Linked DNA regions of Zea mays: region 1 is linked to region 2. Evidence: chromatin contacts called from public Hi-C data. All regions are on one chromosome and are shown on one strand. The core of a region is the stretch at or near the end of the contact, and the rest is flanking DNA. Distances in the headings are between cores, read along the strand shown. Region 1 holds the start of LOC100381974. Region 2 holds the start of LOC541774 (Rop3 small GTP binding protein).

The links. A called contact is a pair of places that touch in the nucleus more often than the background predicts.
Region 1: a contact with region 2 is called in a Hi-C map of ear, with 2.0 times the contacts expected there. The contact joins the promoter of LOC100381974 here to the promoter of LOC541774 in region 2. A contact is called at or near these places in 3 of 25 Hi-C or Micro-C datasets (ear, seedling and tassel).

The regions. Positions count from the first base shown.
Region 1 is chr6:143,861,670-143,866,546 of Zm-B73-REFERENCE-NAM-5.0, forward strand. LOC100381974 reads left to right here and starts at 2,274. Exons shown (of 12, transcript NM_001361565.1): 1 at 2,274-2,431; 2 at 4,826-4,877. The coding sequence starts at 2,316.
Region 2 is chr6:143,722,814-143,727,489 of Zm-B73-REFERENCE-NAM-5.0, forward strand. LOC541774 (Rop3 small GTP binding protein) reads left to right here and starts at 1,788. Exons shown (of 8, transcript NM_001111460.2): 1 at 1,788-2,073; 2 at 2,338-2,425; 3 at 2,508-2,617; 4 at 2,806-2,869; 5 at 2,952-3,016; 6 at 3,165-3,230; 7 at 3,369-3,475; 8 at 4,515-4,676. The coding sequence starts at 1,957. The coding sequence ends at 4,551.

The DNA.
Region 1 (4,877 bases), core at 1,024-3,523, 140 kb after region 2:
ATGCCATCATGTGCTCAAAAATGACCCGTTCATGTCCCAATCCCATTCCATAATCTACGTGCCCAATCCCATTTTTACGTGCATGCCTTCATTATTACACACTGTTTTGATGAGGAAACTAATCCTTATAATCACGACCACCTCCTTTTTATGCCCCTGTTGTTTTGACCCAGTTGGTTATGCCTTCCACCATGTCGTGGGCCCGTGTACGCGCGTCACGGCGTCATCCAGGCCGCATGTGGTCTCGCGCCTGATCGCTCAATCATCCGGTCGGCTATAACGGGGGGCGGGGGAATACCGACTCAGGCTTCCTATACCATCCAAAGCCCAGGGCTTCCAATATAGGACGGGGGAATACCGACCCGGGCTTCCTATATCATCCAAAGCCCAGGGTTTCTAATATACCAACCACACACACACACACACACATATATATATATATATATATATATATATATATATATATATATATATATATATATATATATATATATATATATATATATATATATATATATATAGGGTTACTATGCCTCATATACGTTAATTAACACATTTTTATCCTAATTAAACCCCATGACATGATAATAATATGTATTGTGGTACTACAATGATTTTTTAAAATTTCTAAAATGGTAAATACGTGTTAATTAACTTATGCTGTCTCCGATAATTCCCTCTATACATCTTTCCTTATATGTACTTTTAATATATTTTACTATCTTCCACTAAAAATTCTTCTCCATATACAATTTATCTTATATAATTTCTCCTACACACTATAACTCAGTTAATTAACACATATTTATCATTTTTAAAATTTTTAGAAAATCATACAATGTATGTAGTGTTATAATACATATTATTATCATGCCACTAGGCTTAATTAAGGTTAAAAACATGTTAATTAACGTATAATAGGAGCACGATGCTTCTTTATACACATGAAGAACTATAAATTGTTAAAGATGAAATCGTGAGCTTTTCATTGAGAGCTTGCTCGGTTAGGAGTGTATTAAAAAGAATTAGAGATGATTAAATCTTTTGCTAGTAAAAAAAAATAAAAGGAGATTTCATTTTTCTAGTCTCCTTTGATCTATATGCAATCGAAATAAAAGTTTTACGGGTAGGGTCTAAGTTAATGGTCGTGCAAAATACTGTTTTGCATTATATATTGAACTGTTTGCAGAGTGAAGTTTGAAATAGTAAGATAAAGAGTGGGATAAGTAGTCATCTTAGGCTCTGTTTGGGAGGGCTTCGACTCCTTCAAAAGAGTACCTCTTCCACAGGAGCTGGTGCCTTTGACAGATTGTTTCACAAAACACGTATTTTTTGATTCGGTGTTGTGGCAAAAAAATACGATGAAATCTGAACACTGTCAACTTCAGGCAAAGCATCAAACGCAAAACAAGATATTAACATGTGAAACATCTAGCATTGTCATTACAATGTTTAGCAAAACTGCTATCTACTATCTGAAATTTGCTACTTGATACAAGAAGCTAATTGGTAATTGAAACTTCCTTACCAGATCACTAGCAAACGAAGTTGCTTTCTTATGAATGCTTTCTTATGACAACTTAACACAAACTTCCTTATCAGATCACTTGTCAAACTGCTTCAGCTCGACACAAACTGCTTCCTTATCAGATCAGCATCATAAGATATAAGTAACATGATTTTTTGAACTTCCTTATGACTGTCAGTATATGAGCATCTGGCGGCGCGGCGTTGCGACACGGCGATGGCTCGGGAAGAGATACTGCTCGAGGAGAGATTGCGCTGCGGCGATGGGGAGAGAGGCAGCGTGGATCTACGCATACGTGGAGCCGTGCAGAGCTAAAATTTAAGCTCCGGCTCTCAGCCTAGGACATGACGTTTGGGAGGGAACCGGCAAAGAGCCAGAGCCGGAGCCCGGAGCCCTTCCAAATAGCCTCTTAGGCTATCTCCCGCAGACGGTGTAAACGGTCGTGTAAAGTACTATTTGTATTGTAGATTATTCGTGGAATAAAGTTTGAACTATGGAGCGAGTACGGTGATATCTGTTGAGAGAGCAATCCAAACACGCCCTTCGTGTCAAGACAGCTGACACACGATTGGTGCGTATCGAAAGTACTCGTTAATATCTCCGGCATCGTCACGGCGGCAGCCGGGATCCCCCCCGGTACGAGTTGGTCGAGCCGTCACGTGGGGCCGCTCTGGCACTGCCCCATGGCCCCCATCAAACACTCGCCCCAACCTCAAACAGTGAACGGCGCCACCTCTCCGCCGCCGTCAGATCGGAGCTCGACTCCGAACCCCGCTTTTCAGCCGCCATGGCGGCGCCACCGCGCCGCTCGCTCCTTGTCCTCCTCGCGGGGATCCTAGTTTTCGGCTCCCTCACCACCCTCGCCACAGCCATCTACGAGGACCAAGTCGGTCTCGCGGACTGGTACGTGGACTCGCTCCCCTAGATCCGATCCTCCTTTAGCTTAGGCCGGCGCGACGTAATGGAACTTCGAGCTCCTAGTTCAGATCACGACTAGGATTGTGTTGTGAGCAGCTGTGCGCGGTGTCAGTACAGGTTTGCTAGGTTTCGGCGAATCAGGGTGTGGATTACGAGCTTCCAACTGAATTCTGTAGTAGTAGCGGTGAATGTTGCGGATTAGTCCTGTCGGGTTAGTAGAGAAGTTTCTTTAGCTATATAGCGATTATACAGTGATTGCATCCTAGCGGAGCTAGAATTAATTGGAAGCCTGGGCAACTTAAAAAGACTACATAATATAAAAAATCATAAATATACTGCAAAGTACTTAAAAATTTGCTTGCATGTATATAATATGCTAATCTCATATAACATGAGGTAGACTCATTTTCCAGTCTTTATGCTATGACGTTGTGTCATCATATAATTATCAAATGCTTTAAATAATTTCCACTTAATGTAACACTAACACACCACCAAGTGATTGAACCATTTATCTGAAATTCTGTTGCGTGGTTTGCCCTTAATTATTTTCATTGTGTAGAATAAAATTTGTACGACTCGAAATACCTGACACCGTGATCTTGGATATGAAGCAGAAAAAAATTAATGATTCAAGCTAATTATCGCTTGGGTCGGCATCGACAGCATTGCTGTTATCGTGGAGATGAGCCAAATGAGATGACTGTTGACATTATCATTGCTTTTATCTGGTGCAAACAAAAGATGTGCATGAGTGTGGGTGGAGTCTGCTCTCGTACAACCCATATGAAAAGAAAATGAAGTTAGGCCATACAACCTTTGGTGATGTAGAATCTGTTTGTAGGCATGGCATCCAGCAAGCAGCGGCAGCGGATACACATGACCATGCGACCAGATGAGAAATTATGGGCGGCTGCCTGGAAAAAAATGAAAAAAATTACCTAGATATAATAGGCTTTTGCTGGAGATTAAGCCCGAGCAAGAGCCCACCCTGCCCGGGCCTTAGCTCCGCCCATGTCCTAGCCTGAAATTCTCTGTTTTTAGCTATTTAACGAGTATACAGAGAATCTTGTTCTTGGGCTAGATTCATGGATGGGCATGGGCTTCATCATTTGAATAAAGTGCAGTCTGCATGAGCCTGAGTTGGTTTGCGTTTTGTGGATGAGGTTTGCGTTTTTTTAGATGCTTGATGTTCCCTGGTGCACTTTGCATGGTTTACATGGAAGGTTCAGTTTTGTACCATGGATATTGGCTGAGTATCGCAACATGGTTGACCTATGTATGCATGCAGCGCAGCCAGTCAATTCTTGGTTACCGCATTGCCTTGCTTATGATAATTAATGCTACCTTTGTTCTCGAATATTTGTCGCCCGCTAGTTCATTTTTGAGCTAAACCGCGATAAATAAAAAAGAACGGAGAGAGTATTAAATTAGGACTTAAGCTTAACCTTTAGTTATTGTATTACCTCTGTATATTTTCTTCTAAATATATTTGGTGTATCGGATTTAAGTTTCTTCCTATAGAGGTAAAGTTTCTTAATAGTTATCACGATGGAAGAATGAATTTGTCTTTCTCCCTAAATGTTACTATTCCTCTCAATTCATGGTCTCCCTCATCCTTCCTCGAGTCCTCAAACTCCTTAAAGCCTCTAGTATTTAGCCTGTGCCATCCTGTTCCTCGCCATACAGTAGTTATCCTTTTATATCCACCTGATGTCTGAGTATACATCACAATACATCATTATCAGATTGTAAGCACTGCTTGATCTAGTGCTATGGATCCTGAAGGGGTTTACCCGGTAGAGGGGATTAGTGGAGGATTATGGGCCTCATTAATGGGCCGGTATTCATTTGTAATAGTATAAATACTACCTCTTGTACTGGAACAATCATCTATGAAAATAACAGAATACCAAAATCCCCAACTCTTACCTGTTTTCCCTTACCTGGGATACGACACTCGAGGAAGAACTCACCGGAGTTCTTCTGGTTGCTGCTCACGACGCGGAGGCGGGCGCCCTTCGTCCAAGGGCAGTGACGCAGATTTGCTGAATTGCTTCAGTATCCATGATTTCTCCTCTCTCTTAATCAGGTTTATGGGGGACTTGACATCTACTTCTCTTGAATTGCTCACAGGCTGTGCTAACCCATTGAGAAGTCTATGTTTCATGATGTGCCCTGTGGTGCTGTGTTAGTTCTATATATGATAAAATAATTCTGTGGTAAAACTGCTGTAGAGTTCACTATTTGATGTGGAATCATGTAATCAGTTATTGCTAGTTGCTTCACCTGTTAACATCATTTAATTTGTAGCTACCTACATGCAGTCTTTTGGAGTAATACAACAACACCATTTTAATATGTTGATGTCCTTCACAGGCACCAGAAGTACATTGGCAAAGTAAAGCAAGCAGTTTACCACAGCCAAAAG
Region 2 (4,676 bases), core at 538-3,037:
TTTGGTGGCTCATAAAAGTCGCTTCAATAGGTCCTTTAGGTGTGATAACTACCATGGGTTTACGCATGGCGACCCCTACGGCGACGACCGAGCTCTAACACCCTCATGAAGTGGTTTTCACGGTGGCAAGTGGAGGTCTATAAAGACGGGATGGGAGGAGGGGTGTCTCATACACGACTTTATAGCCCCTGAGAAGGTCGGTTGCGATGCTAGCTGGGAACGCGCAACAGGATAGAAGATCGGCTTCGGGTTGTTACGGGGAAGAGGCACAGTGCTCAAGTGTCCCCCCACACGTCAGTGAAACGATGCGACGTGGATGCGTTCTGAGCAGCGGACCCTGGCTGGTGGCGTGAAAGAGAGGAGGGCACAGAGCCGAGCGACTGACACGGGGGCTCTCCTATCGGCGCTTAGTTGCTTGCTAGGTTGTGTGGAGATGTGGGTATGGGTCGGCTAGGTGAATATGGCCCTCTTTTCCCTTTTTTCTTTTCTAATTTCCTTCCTATTTTAGTTTTCCAATTTAAATTCAATTCTATTTTGAAATTCAAACACATGTTCTAATGCACAGTTCAAAAACCTAGCATGAGATGCAACTGACTTCATTTTACTTATAGTTTATTAAATAAGTTTGTGAATTGATGTACCCCTTTTCTTCAAATACTCCTATAAAGGAAGTTATGCTTTCATGGTAATCATGTAATGTGACTTAACATGACATTTTTCGGAGGTGAACATGCAATCCTCCATATTATTTTTCGGGGGGAGGGGCCCGAGGGGCTTGTTCGGTTGCGTCGTAATCAAACAGGTTTGGAAGGTATTAAATCGTGATGGAATCCCCTTCGATCCCGACGTAACCGAAAAAGCTCGGAAATGAAATTGCACACGCGGGCCCTAAAATATTATATATATGGAACTATGGAAACAACCCTGTGATCGTCATCAGGAGCATGACATCAGAATCCTCAACTCGAGTTGCCTTCTAAGTTGTAACCCCTACCTGAGCAATCACGCACGGTTCCTATCTGAAGCCATCGTAGCAGGGTCGTAGGGTAGGGTGATTAAGAAACATGAACCAAAGAAGTGTGCAGTCAATTTGGCACACCACAAGAGAAAAATCCTGCGAACCGTGGGCGCAAAGACCTGATGGTTCTTAAGGTTCGAGTCAAGAACGGTGGGAAAGCAGATCAGACCAAGGTCAAGCCGTGCAAGTCCCCGGCATCAAAGAACCTTCCGTCAATTCTTTTCTACTTTGAAATTTCGCGTATTACTGCCACCAAACTGTGAAGAGCAGAGCAGGACCAGACAAAAACCCGCTGTATATGTAAACAAACAAAAGGACGCTACTGGAGTAGTCGGACGTACAGCCGCTACAGGCACAGTCACGGGGAGCGAACCGGCCGGGAATCGTACAAAAGCTTTGGCTTGGATCTGATCTGACGAGACAGAACAGAACATGCCATCAGCACCTTGGCTGATTAGCACTAATGGCTCGCGATTCAATACACAAGACGCCGGATTCAAGTAAATGACGACGATGAGGTGTCCATGCACTTATAAAGAAACATCTTTTCTTGAACGATTCTAGGCCTCCTTGCACGTGCACGTAGACGTACGTAGCAAAGGTCCTCCGTTCCACTGTTCAAAGTTCAGACTAGCAGGTCGAGATCTCCTCTCTACAGGCAGCCAGAGTTCTAGCTGAGCAGCAAAAGATTGCAGCGATTTGACGAGCAAACAAAGATATATATAAGATTCGCCACACCGACACCTAGATGTCACACGCCAGCCCGCAGGTGGTATATAATAATAGTGAAAAAAAAGAGAAGCTGCTTCTGGGATGGCTGCATTTATGCAGGCACACTGCTGCCGGCAGCCACGACTGGTTGGAAGGAGGGAGGGGTAGTAGTAAAACCAGGTAGGTGTGGCTGGCTCGTGCAGCGGCGGCAGGCGGCAGTGAGAGCGATGAGCGCGGCGGCGGCGAGCTCGGTCACCAAGTTCATCAAGTGCGTCACGGTCGGCGATGGGGCCGTCGGGAAGACCTGCATGCTCATCTGCTACACCTGCAACAAGTTCCCCACGGTTGAGTGCTCCCATCTATTCACTACTACCTCCTTGTTCTTTCTGAGCTCGGTTCGCCGCCCTCCTCTCGTTAGTCGTTACCAATGGCTCGACACCCTCTGCATTTTTTTTCTTATTCGGATGGACAAGACAGGGTTTCAGTTCTTTCTGTCTATCCAGCTCGGTTTCGAAGAGAGTGGAGGCAGATTCAGTACCGTACTTCTTGGTTAGGGGGCAGTGTGGTTATTCCATTGTGATGTTTCAGCCTCTTTTCCCTTTCGGCAGGATTATATCCCCACCGTATTTGACAACTTCAGCGCCAATGTCTCCGTGGGTGGGAGCATCGTTAACTTGGGCCTCTGGGACACGGCAGGTGGGGGGTGGGCGACATCAGATTGTCAACTAGTGTTTCCATCTCTTCTGTTTTCTGCCGGAAATGGTTGGTTTGGATGCAGGCCAGGAGGATTACAGCAGGTTGAGGCCTCTCAGCTACAGGGGTGCCGATGTGTTCATCCTCTCCTTCTCCCTGGTCAGCAGGGCGAGCTATGAGAACGTCCTCAAGAAGGTACTGACTACTGAGAATAGTTCCGGACGAAAATTTATGATTAGGGATCTGTACAGCCGCAACTAGGAGTTTCTTGACTCACTAAAATCCTGCAAACTCCTTACTTCACAACATTGTTACATGGATGTATCAGTTTGGATTTCACACAGCAATAACTGAGTACTGATCATCAGCGTCCGTCTGTACAGTGGATGCCAGAGCTTCGCCGATTTTCACCTACTGTTCCTGTAGTTCTTGTTGGAACCAAACTAGGTAACTAATGTTGATGCTGGCATGGCCTAAATATTCCAAGCACAATAGTTCTGTATTTATCCAGGCATATCTGCCACTGCAGATCTCCGTGAAGACAGATCTTACCTTGCTGACCATTCTGCTGCTTCCATCATCTCTACTGAACAGGTAATATGGCCACAAAATGGGCTCAAATCATCATTCATTCGATACTAGAACACTTTTGGCTAATTTTTTTTCCCTTAAGAACTGAAAGGGGCACCTGCACTGCACAGCAGTCACTGCAACTGATAACATTATTCTCTTGTAATGCTAGGGAGAAGAGCTCAGGAAGCAGATAGGCGCTGTGGCGTACATAGAATGCAGCTCAAAGACACAGAGGGTATGGTTCTGCTCATTAGCATTACAGTTCACAGCCTGACAGTATCTGGTTGTACCAAGTCACATCCTCTCCAAATAAACATAAGTTGTCAAGAACTTCAGAAAAGAGTAGTAATGATTTTTAATCATCTGAGAACAGAACGTAAAGGCTGTGTTCGACACTGCAATTAAAGTAGTGCTGCAACCACCGAGGAGAAGAGAAGTTACCAGGAAGAAAATGAAGGCAAGGTCGAATCAGTCTCTGAGGTAAGATGCGATCATGGACTCATCTCTGTCAAAGTATTATCGCTGTACATAGAAATTTGCACGATGTGAAATAAATTTTGGTGGATCCGTGGTGCTAACAACGTGGATGCGTTTTCATGAGTATTCTATTGCTGGGCTGGTCAAGGCCAGAATATTTTAAACCAAGCCCATGTGACTTCAGAATTATAAATTAGGGCATGGTACATCTCATGTTTACAGTTTTGAATGTGGCATCACTGAGTCTCAAATTTACACATAGACAATTGGGCATTCAATTGCTGTTTTAGGCATTTGGGAAAAATTGTACGATAATCCACATCATGATTCAGACACATCTTAGGCCATCTCCAGCAGGAGCGTGTATACGGGTGTGCAAAGTTTTGTTTACAGAATGAAGTTCGAAATAGGAAGTAAGATAGGGAGCGGGATATGCTGGAGATAGCCTTTACCGTTGTGTTGTGATATCGCACACTGACTTGTACCTTTTGACTTATTTCAGCAATTCCTGCATTATCATCAAACCAACTCGACGAAAATTACTCAAAAATGTTACTAGAGAACAATAATAATTGACATGTTTTGAAGTACGTTATGATGTTATTGATTGCAAGTTTCTTCACTAAAAGCTCTTGTCGCTTTTCAAGTCCTGTTTGAAATTGTTGTCATTTGTAGTACTGTTGTCTGAACTTTGCTGTAGCCTGTACCAAAAATTTGCAATGGTCTATATATAGTCTGCCTTTGTATTTTACAGTCTTTATTGACTTTTTTTTACCAGTTATGTATATAGGCACTTTAGAAGAAAATAAACTTCATATATGCCAGGGGTGAGTGCTTCATAAAAAAAGGGGAAACTATAGAAGGTAGAATTATCCAACAAAATTAGGGCCACTAAGTTGAAACACCACATAAATCACTCTGCAATTCTTTTAATAACATGGATAAAAAAGGAAAATATTATGGTTTGGCTTATGTAAATGCCTATGTTCTAGGAGATCATTATTCGTAAATTTCAATGTTTTAACACTTGTCGGTTGTGCAGAAGATACCTCTGTGGAAGCGGATGTTTCACATCGTAAAGCACAGGCTCTTCTGCGACTGTTGTACTGGACTGGCTAGATGGTTGCAGCTCTATGAATGAGTAGTCCCTTCCGCAGCCACTGGGAACTTCTGGTTCTCTGCTACCTTCCGATAGAGTGCTCTT